Linked DNA regions of Mus musculus: region 1 is linked to region 2. A link is a contact called in public promoter capture Hi-C data. All regions are on one chromosome and are shown on one strand. The core of a region is the stretch at or near the end of the contact, and the rest is flanking DNA. Distances in the headings are between cores, read along the strand shown. Region 1 holds the start of Ifitm10 (interferon induced transmembrane protein 10). Region 2 holds the start of Muc5b (mucin 5, subtype B, tracheobronchial).

Region 1 (5,236 bases), core at 1,301-3,800, 530 kb before region 2:
GATGGATTGTCTTGTCCTGCCGCCCTTTGCTGTGTGGGCAGTACTCTGAAGCAGGCAAATGGGTCTTAGGATCCCTCCCAGAAACCTGCTCTGACCCAGACCCATCACCCAGCTTGGGGATGGCACCACGTTCTACTGCCCCTCCAACTCTGGCCTGGCAAAGGCCTGAAGGTGAGCAGGAAGGAGCAAGAGGACAGAAGCAAAACTATGAACCTGGGGGGTTACCTAGGGCTTGACCCCGCCCTCCTGGGAAGGCATGCCTCAGCCTGGGGTAGAGGTAGGATGACTGACTGGTTTTGGCTGGCCTCTGCTGCCCTCATCCTGGGCTAGGCAGCTGGGAGCCAAAGTTGAAATACAAATAAAGTTGTTTTGGGCCTTGATCTCTATTGGTGTGCTCTGTACTGTTTCTGAATTGGGACCTTGGCGACGGAGCTAGCTAGACCAGTAGAACCCAGTACTACTGAGGGCTAATTCGGGGACACGCTGGCTGTGGAGAATATTGGGGGGGGGGGGGGTAGGGAGTGTGCTAGAGCCCAGACTTGGCTTTCAGCACCAGGCCAGTGAACAGAGGGGACTCCTGAGGCTCTGGCTTGCTATCTGGCCTTGTGGGCAAGATGAGTCTGAACTAGAACTGGCAGGTTCTGGGACCTCAGGCAGTAGTCAGGCCGGATGTGGCCTTGGCTGGAGGCCATGGAGCGGGCCTAGAATTCTGTGTTAGGTCCTGTGTTGAATCATTTTCAGAGGTGGCCAGGCCAGCACCTGCTGTGCTTTGCCAGGGAAGCAGCCTATTCCCAGAAGAAACGGAATAAGCCTTGATGGGAATCTTGGGCTGCATACATTCCCTTTTCAACAGTCAGTCCTTTAAGCCTGGGTCAGAAAAGCCATCTGCTCGTCCTGGGTGCCCTGGGCAGTCTCCCTGCCTGGGCCTCTGCCAGGCTCAAGAAGCAGTCTTCAGCTTTTTGAGTCTAGCCAGTGTTGGAGCCTGCCCGGCTGCCTGGGGTCTTGGAGATGAGAGGTCAGAACTCTCTGCCACGGACTACAGTTGTTCTACAAGCATCTGTGAGAAGGTTCGGTTTCAGGGGGCGGGAGAAGTGGGTGAACACAGGTTTCAAATACAACAGTGGAGGCAACCAGCAGGCTTTTAAATAGAGTAGGAGTTATCGAGTGCTTACTGGTAGGGTAGAGCTTCCTTTTGGAATCAGCTCTGGAATCTTAGAGCCCCTTCCCCACACTAACAGGTACAGGATATAGGGAAGTGTGACCTCTGTCACTTTCTGGGGTTGTCCTGGCACCCTTTGCCTGCTGGTCAGTGGCTGTCATTGTTTTGGTAGGAGGGTTTGGGGCAGGGGAATATGTCCCATACCTGAGCCCTGTTAGGTTACTTCTGGAGAATGTTCACCAAGGGTTGTCAGAAGGCCAGTAAACATGTACCCAGTGTTCTCTGTCTGAAATCTGAGCAGGGAGTCCCGCAGGGCCTGGCAGGGCTTCTGGAGACTAGTGTTATCAAAGGCTTGTGCACCAAAGCTGGAGACAGATCTCCTCCCTGCCCTGCAGGCCTGAGGCTGAGCTGTGCTGCCAGGCCTGCATACTGGGGCCGCTGCTTCTGCAGATGCCGCTGATGCCACCATCACCACCCAGGGATGCCCCGGGGAGCACCCCGGACTCTAGCTCAGGGTTCACATCAGTCTCTTAGCTGAGTGACCTTCACATCAGCCTTCATGCCCTGGGAAGAAGAAAGACCCTTGCTGCAGGCAGGGATAGGGAAGCTAGCTTTACTCTAGTTTTCTCATGGTGGGTGTTTCTCCCCTCAAACCCCTGACCAGGGTATTAGTGAGGCTGGACCATACCCAAGTCTTGCCCTGACCAGCTTAAAGTGTAAGGTTGGGACGCTGACTCCAGAGCCATAAAGCTGACTCTTGGGAAGAGGATTCCAACTCACCCTTCACCTTGCCAATGACCTTGAGTGGACCCTGCCCCGAGGGCCAAAGGGCCAACCCTTCTGCTTCCTGAAGTCTGAGACTCCCAGGCCAGACATGCCAAGGACAGCACCTGACTTAGGTTGTGTGGTAAGCAGACTGTCAGGAGTGCGAATGGATGTAATTAGTTGGGTGGTACACAGCCGCACACAGGCTGGGGAGGGAGTGTCAGCATGTTTGGTTGTCAGGCCCTTGGGATCCAAAGCAGTGGTGGGGTTGGATGAAGGAAAACTGACTTCCTGGCACAGCCCACTTGCCCCCAGGCTTATTGGACCAACAAGGCTAGGCTCCATGAGGGAGTGCCCAGAAGAAAGCCAAGAAACGGTGGGAGGGGTCCTTGCCAGTGTGGAAATTAATTCCACCCACTCAAGGAGAGTCTCTTTCTTTTTTTTTTTTTTTCCTCTACACTTAAGATCCACTTCACACTGAAAATTCCTGACACGCAGAAATGAGCTGTGCTGGGGGTCAGAGGTGGGGTTTGGGCTGGAAAGGGAGGAACTTGGCATGGGGCGGGGCTTAATCAGGAGACAGGGCTTTGAAGAAAGACTCAGGGTTCAGAGAGCCAAGGTTCCAGGAGACCAGAAAGTCTAGGGGCCAGGCAGCCCTGGAACTCTCTGGAAAGGGTCCCAGAGAAGAGCTAGGGAGAATGGGATCCAGGGAGGCAGAAAACGAGGCTTTTACACACAGTTGGGGGAACTTCAGGGTAGGGTGAAGAGGACCTACTGAGAACTCCACCCCCACATGGTGAGGTAGGGGTTCTGAGGGAGGGAGGGAGGGCAGTTGGGGGCTCTCCATGGTGAAGGAAGCCCATTGGGGCTTCTCTGGAGGTGGGGATCAGTTGAGGACAAATGTCCAAGAGAGACTGAGGATGGGAAGGAGATGAGGCGGGGAGAGAAGAAACTGCTTGGCCTTGAGTCTTAGAGGACAGTATTGCTTAGAGCAAGTCATGTGTAAGGACCGAGCACTGTCAGGGCCCAGGATGGGGGTCAGAAAGGTCATGAGCGGGGTACACAGACCGAGCTTTAAGGAAATCAATGTAGGGGTGTCTGAGAGGACCCAGGCTTCTGAGTAGCACATCTGTCCCTGAGGGCAGAGCAAAACTTGTGAAGCAGGGACAGGCAAGCCTGTTACAGGTCAGATCCTTCAAGTCCCTGTTATGATGAACATATTAGAACATATGTCAGACTTGGGTGACAGGGACTTCAAAAAGGAGGCCCAGGGCAGGGTTCTGAAGATTGTTGGTGAAGGGCCTGGACTTGGACTCGGGAGAAAAAAAAAAAAAAAAACAACCCTGAACATTGACCTTGGGGACTTGGGAGACAGGATTGAACAGAGATGAGTGTCCCTCTGGGGTTTGATGTGTTGCATCCCAGTCAGGTGGGAACTATGATCTGCAGTGTGTAGACTTCAAGGGACCAGAGACTCCCAAAATAAGCCTGATTAGAGATGGAGACTTGAGCAGCTCAGACAGGGCTTAGCAAGTAGCGAGGTTGGAGCCCAGCTGGGCAAGATCAAGGAAGAGGTGGGTGAGGGCTTAAAAAGCTGATACCAGGACAGGGCCTCATGAGAAAAGGCTAGGACCGCCACGGGACTGAGGATGGCAGGTGGGACTCAACAGGGCAGGGAGAAGAGATGCTAGGTAAGGGGGTTCTGAAGGCACAGGTCTTGGAGCTAACAAGGTTCAGGTGGAAGAAATGTAGGGAGAAGGGGGGTCAGCCGTGGGAATAAAGTGGAATGCTCAGCAGACAGACTTGCCGGGACTTGAGGACCCGCGAGAGAATTTGAGCACAGGTGGACTGGGGTAGCAGCGGCTTGGTGGTCGGTGGATATGAGAGCCATGCAGCTCATGGGATAGAGGGGTGCCAGCCTTGCGACTCCCCGGGGTCCTGGCTTCCGGGCTAGCGGGCCCCCTCCCTCCCTAGGGAGGAGGCGGAGGTGTCTGCGACGCCGCCGTGAGTCAGGCTCTGGCTGCAGCCGCGGCCGGCCTGGCGCTGCGGAGCGCGCGCGGGCAGCGGGGGAGGCAGCGGCGCCAGCCCCGCTCGCTCCCCGCCCCCAAGGTTGGGCCGCTGGGACGCGATCAGCGGACAGACAGCGGGAGAGCGGAAGGACGCGCGCTCCTAGGTTCAGGGGTCTGACCCACTCGTCGAGTCGCCAGTAGGTGAGCGGTACTGGTGACTGCTGCAGCCCGGGGTCAGATTGGGGACCACCCAGTTCAGCCACAGCCCCTTGCTATCACCTCACCGGCGCCGGGTGCGCCTGGTGGCGCAGAGCTCCGGCGCCAAGCTGTCTCTTGGAAGTGTCCATTTCGCAGAGTGTCATTGTGGGTCTCTTGGTGGCACGGTTGGGGGTGGGGACAAGAGGGGAGGTGAGTGGTTCTGTGTGACAGTGTGCGCTCTTAGGGTCTCCCAGTGCCGCTTTCTGTTGGCTTTGGAGTTTGTAGTCCTGCACCTGCGCGGATCCTCCGGAGATGTGCCTGAGCCTGTGGGGCGGTGTGTAGCGCTGCGTGTCTGGGTGGGCAATTGTTTACCTGGCGCGTCTGGGCGCAGGAGTATGCTGGGACTGGAGAGCTGGGCTGGTGATTGTGTGTGTGGTGCGTCTTGGTGTGTATGTGCTTCAGTGAGCGCTTTTCATTCTGCCAGTCAATGACTAGGGCAGTGTCACTGTAGCTCTGAATGCCCTGAGTGCGTGGAGATGCGGGGCGCTCTGCTTATCGCAACAGGGTGTCACTCGGGGTGCTGAGGGGGAGCTGTTGTGTGTGTGGTTGTCAGTAGGCGCAGATGGCAAAGCGATGAAAAGCCCTGATGTGCTTGCCAAGACTACTGCGAATGGCTTTGGTATTGGCTGTGGCCGGCTGGGTGGGGGAGGCAAACTGGCAGCTGGCAACCTCACAGGGATTTCCATCTCCCAAAGACCATTTATGGGACTGTAGGGGAAATGCTGCAAGGCTCCAGGTTGGGTGCTACTGGGCGCACAAGGCCCAGCAACTCCTCACTCTGTCCCTCCCTCCAGGCTCAGGGCCCCAGCCAGTGCCCAGCCCTGCTGGGAGCCCCGGCTAGCACCACGGACGGCACCCAGGAAGCCCGAGTCCCCTTGGACGGGGCCTTCTGGATTCCCAGGCCACCAGCAGGTTCACCCAAGGGCTGCTTCGCCTGTGTGTCCAAGCCTCCTGCCCTGCAGGCTGCAGCGGCTCCAGCTCCTGAGCCTTCGGCCTCACCCCCCATGGCACCCACTCTGTTTCCTATGGAGTCTAAAAGCAGCAA
Region 2 (5,121 bases), core at 2,370-4,869:
TGATTTTCACATAGCCACTGCTCTTCTCCATCAGGAGACCTGCACGACTGTAGGGCAGCTTCTCCCTGTGCAGAAAGCTCCGGTCTTCCTTCAGCAGGCACAGGCAGGGGCTGTCCTCCCCATGCACTCGATCCTGATCCCTCCCCAGAGGGGACAGATTGAGTTCTAAAGGCCAGGCCCAATGCCCTCATCCCCAAGGCTCAGCTCACCGATGTCCATTCACCAGGACAGAGCCATTGGACAGCTCAATCACCAGCCCCTGGGCCCTGAGGAGCACATAGGTGACTGTGGGCCTGGAACCCTCAAGACCACGACGCAGTTGGATGTTGAAGTCCTCGTAGGTGGCCCCGCAGTGTGAAGAGAAGACATAGTTACAGAGGCCAGGGAAGCGGAACACGTCACCATCAAAGGTCTTGTAATGGAAGTCACCCCACGTGCTGCACACTCTCCCATTGTGTGCCAGGTGTAAGGCTACAGGGAAAACAGGGAAACCAGATGGAACCACTGAATGTCACCACTCCGTGCCCAGCTGCCCAAGGGACAACCTCCTAGGGCCAAGGCAATATTTTTGGATCAGGGAAGTCAGCTCTCTGCCCTGTTCCACTCCCACAGCCACTTGATAAAACCCAAAGGCCCAGATTCATCCCTTGGCTCCTTCATTTGCTACAGGTCAGATGTCCCAGGGTGGTCAACAGATGTTCCCAGGGAAAGTTCCAGACCCTGTTCAGAGCTGTTCAGGAGCCTCACCCTATGCCACCTCAACCAGACTGGAGATCTCCCTCGTGCTTGCCCCTCCCACCTCCACTCCTTAGGCTGGCTTGCATTAGGGACTGTCCACTTACCGCTCATGCTAGGGAAGACAGTGATAGGTGGGATGAAGGTGACATGCCTTGTGGATGAGGATATGGAGTCTGCAGAAGAAAGACATGGTCACACGGGGATGTAGCTAAGGGTATCTTTCTTGGCCACCCACCCTCTTCAGTGCCCACCTCAAGAAAATCAGGAAACCCAGGACTAACAGGTTGGTTCCAGGCTATCCAATTTATACTTGGTCATCCCTGGACACCCCACCCCCACCCCCCACTGAAACCCTCTCCTGTCTTCCCAGGAGCTCTTCCATTTCTGGGTGCTCTGGTCTGTGTGTGCCCAGCACTGCCTTCAGGCAGAATGGACTAGTAAGAGTTTCGATGTGATAAATGGCCGTGGGAAGACCAATGGTCTATCCTAACTGAGCTCCATGCAAATCACTGCTGCCCGTGCCATCCCCAACCCAAAACCTGAGCCACGTACCACTATACACTCTCTGACTGTCTCCGGTGAGTTCTAGATGTTCTGAGCTCAGCTCTGCCTGACCCTGGCTCTCTGCAGGAAAAGGGAACACAAGTCCAAAGGAAGACATCAGGCCATGGAAGCTTCTGTAACTTAGTGTGAGGCACATGGGCTGGCTCTGGCTGCAGGCCAAGACCCTCCTGTAATCTATAGAAACCTGAACAGACTTGGGCCTGGTGACCCCAGCCCCATCAGCTGTAATCCCTTTCAGTAAATACTACCAAAGCCAGGTGTCCTGAGCAGTTCTGGCCGCTGTAGGCCAGGCCTTCGCCCTACAGTGGAACCTTGTTTTGCCAGTGATATGGAAGATGGTCCCAGTGTTTTAAAAAAGCAAATCAGGAAGCAGTATTAGTATCAGAACTGTGATTATCTACTGGGAAGTGACTTGAGGTCCTTGGAAGACAAAGGCTGGCTTTGTTAGGGAAAACACAATTAGCAGTTTCCAAAAGTGGCATAACAGAAAGAGAGCTAAGATTCGAAGACAGCCCCAGCCTGGACCTATGAGTCAGGGCAGGTAGCGTGAGGAGCTCAGTTCTTGGTGCAGGGTGTCCACTCTCAATGGCCTGGACTGTCCACTGCCTCTGGGCAAGGCCACCTCCACAGACTGACAGCCAGAAGCCCAGGAGGCAAGGGACTAGACTGCTAGAGACAGCGTCAACCTCCACAACTCAAGCCTCTGAAGTCTGATGGCTCCTTAAGGCCAGCACTTTGTAAGGGACCATGTCCCCGAGGCCTGCGCTCAGATGGCTACTTGCTCCAGTGCCATGGGCAGCGCGGCTTCCTGTTTGATTTTCCCAGCGTGTCCAGCTGACCTTTGGAAACCGCAGGGACTGTCCTGTGCATTAATGCTTCCTCAAGGGCCCCGCTTGACTGCATTCTCCAGAGGCACGGACACTCCCTCTGTCCATCCTTGACCCCAGATCCACAGCCTCTCCCAAGTGTGCTTGGCCCAGCCTGTCCTCTGCCATCTTCTGGAGGGCCCCGTGGGTAAGAATACCCTCATCCCATCTCCTGCTCTATGCCAGTCTTCCTCAGGCTGAGATCCCTCAGTCTCCACTTGGCCAGAGAGTTCTCAGCCAGCCACCCCCCCCCACACACACACACACATTATCTTGGTGTGTGTTACCCATTCATACAAGAAGACCTCACCCCCACCCCCAGCCCCCACCCCCAACAGTTGTCACCAAAAGGACATTTCTGCAACCCAGGGCTTAATTTGCTCTTTACAAGTGAAGTTAGTGGGGAAGGAGAGCTGGCTGTTCAGCAGGGAGGCTCAGCACCCTGATGGACAGGACCTGACACAGGGAGAGCCCTGTTATGGGGGGATACGGCCCAGGGGAGCAGTCAGCAGCCATCAGACAACCCTAGAAGCAAGAGGAACAACTATGGCTTCTCTGGCTCTAAAAGAATGGGTTTGGAGATACCCTCCTCACACACACACATCCACTGTCTCTCTTCTTTCACAGATGCAGGAAACCTGGAGCTGAGGGTCCTCCTGCTCAGACTCCTAATCTAGAGAGCAGAGCCTGGGGAGGTGGCGACACTTGGAGATTCAGTCTAGCCCTGCTTGCTGACAGTCTTAGTACTCTGGGTTTTCTCAAGAGCAAACAGGCAAGGGAAAACAGCTCAGCTGACGAGGTCACACAGCCCACCTGACTCAGCCATTAGTTCAGACTACGGCTTTGGGTATCTTACCGGTCTGTTCTGGCTCCGGCCCTAACACCTGGAGGTAGAATCCACTTCACGGAGGCCCCAGGCTCTTGACAATCACCTCGGTACCTGTGACCCCAGCAGTGAAGGGAAGGGCCTGTCCTAACTATAGTCTCTGTCCCTGCTAATTCGGAGACAGGTCCCTCGGACTAAGAAACACCTCTGTGGTCTGCACATTCACCTCAGATTCCTATTCATTTCCAAAGCCAAGACTGTCTTCGGGTTTTCACTGGGGTTCATACCCTGAGACTTAGAGGACCTAACCTCTTCCATCAAAGTCAGGTCCTTACTGCTGGCATAGCTAGAGTGTAGGCTACAGGATCCAGAGCCCAGAGAACTTCAAGACCTGGGACCACGATGTTGGGGACAGTGAGAGGTGCCTGTCACCTCAGCAGAAGAAATCCCCAGGTGGAAGTCATCTCTCTGGGAAGATGGTTTTGAGAAGGCAAGGGGCTTCGGCCTTACCTGCTGGCCACACCATGAGCAAGGCCACGGAGGCCCAGACCAGAGCCCAGCTCCAGTTTCTGCTGCCCATCCTGGGGGCAGTACAGAGGGCAGGCAGGAGGGACTGAGACAAGGCACTTGCTCCCTGGGGGCCTGGACTTATGTAGCCAAAGGCTTTGGCCCAGAGCCCAGTTCCCTGGCCATGTAAGGCACGGTCTACTCCCTGCACAGCCACGTGTGTTTGCTCTTGGGGAGGGGCCATGGCAGGAAGAGGCCATGGAGAAGGAAGGATTTACATCACTGTGCCACCAGAGTGCTCCCACCCCTTGTGGCTTCTGAGAACTGGGAGGGAGTGGACAGGGTAGGGAGATGACTACTCTGGATTCGAAGCCCTGGGCCTATGGGGTGGGTATTTGGCCAGGCGGCCCTGTGTCAGCTCCTCTAGGAGACTAGACACTACAAGGATCAGGGGCAAAGGGACAACAACCTTGGCTTGTGTTTGCCGGGGAAGCTGACCCCAGGTGCTAGGCACTGGGTCCCCAAAGTATCAACAAGGCTGTGAGGGTGGGCTCAGGAAATTATGCTCCAGATGGTCATGGGCCTGGCAGGGTCCCTGTTCTGTGTAGCTTCTGAGGGTCTGTGGAGAAGGGGAACCCTCACAGAATCTGAGAAAGGATGAGTCTCTGGGCTCCTGTCTGCTGTAGAGCTCACGCACATGGAGAAAATGAGGCCCAGTACTGGTTTTGGCCAAGGCAGGCCATGAGCTTCTCTAGTTGGACTCCACCTCTTCCCAGGGTCAGCTTATTAACCCTGGGCCTTGACAAAGGAAATGACCAAGGGTCTCAAGGGCCCTGGACCTACCTCAGGCCTCAGCTCTGGAACTTGTAAACCCCAAACTGCGGGACAGTGGGGCAAGGGCATAACCGGGAGTCTCCTGACCCACTGTCCATCCTGAAATGGGAGTCCCGGGGGCTCAGCTCTCTTAATTGTGTTGGTTGGGTTTCCTGAGGGTTCTGGGGAGCCATTTCCTGAACCATGAACATATCCACCAACGCCGTTTCTACACTGCCACAAAGAGCAGGGTGCACACGTCTAAGTTTCTCTTCCCTGTTAGATACATACAGAATACAGTCACATTCCTTCTGTTATAGCCACCAGGAATGGACACCAGATCTGACCACCCCTGAAAGTTCCTAGGGGTTGGCCATGTCAGGGAGTGGCACAGTGTTCAGGTGACTTTGGTATCACGAAAACCCCTCCCTGTCTGCCCCCATCCTTATCTTTCTGAGACTAAATTCCTAGAGATGGAACAGGAAAGGGAAAAGTCTATGTGAAAAGTCTGTAAACTGTTTCAGAACCAAGAGGTCAGCGGCCATCAAACAACAGAGCACAGGAGGTACCCCATGAGGACATGGGGAGGCGGGAACCCCGCTCAGTCAACGCGCAGCCAAGTGGGACCACTGCTAGAGAACAGCCTGACACTTCCTTAAGTTAAAAATAGAACTCTATGTGGCCTAGCGAGTCTACTCTTAGAAAACAATGACAAGTACAGTCACCCCTGATCTAGTGGATCCATCCATGGTTGCTAAAATGGGAGTACCCCAGGCACTGGACCTGGGACAATGGCTAAGAGAACAA

What was found. Capture Hi-C pulls out chosen DNA fragments and counts their contacts.
Region 1: a contact with region 2 is called in a promoter capture Hi-C map of adipose tissue. The contact joins the promoter of Ifitm10 here to the promoter of Muc5b in region 2. A contact is called at or near these places in 1 of 115 datasets of contacts at active chromatin or transcription factors (pancreatic cancer cells) and 1 of 9 other capture datasets (adipose tissue).

The regions. Positions count from the first base shown.
Region 1 is chr7:142,371,060-142,376,295 of GRCm38.p6, reverse strand. Ifitm10 (interferon induced transmembrane protein 10) reads left to right here and starts at 2,550. Exons shown (of 3, transcript NM_001347541.1): 1 at 2,550-2,720; 2 at 4,986-5,236. The coding sequence starts at 2,718. It overlaps Ctsd (cathepsin D), which reads left to right. Exons shown (of 9, transcript NM_009983.3): 9 at 1-386.
Region 2 is chr7:141,837,570-141,842,690 of GRCm38.p6, reverse strand. Muc5b (mucin 5, subtype B, tracheobronchial) reads right to left here and starts at 3,619. Exons shown (of 49, transcript NM_028801.2): 1 at 3,505-3,619; 2 at 1,291-1,362; 3 at 843-911; 4 at 210-471; 5 at 1-65. The coding sequence starts at 3,574.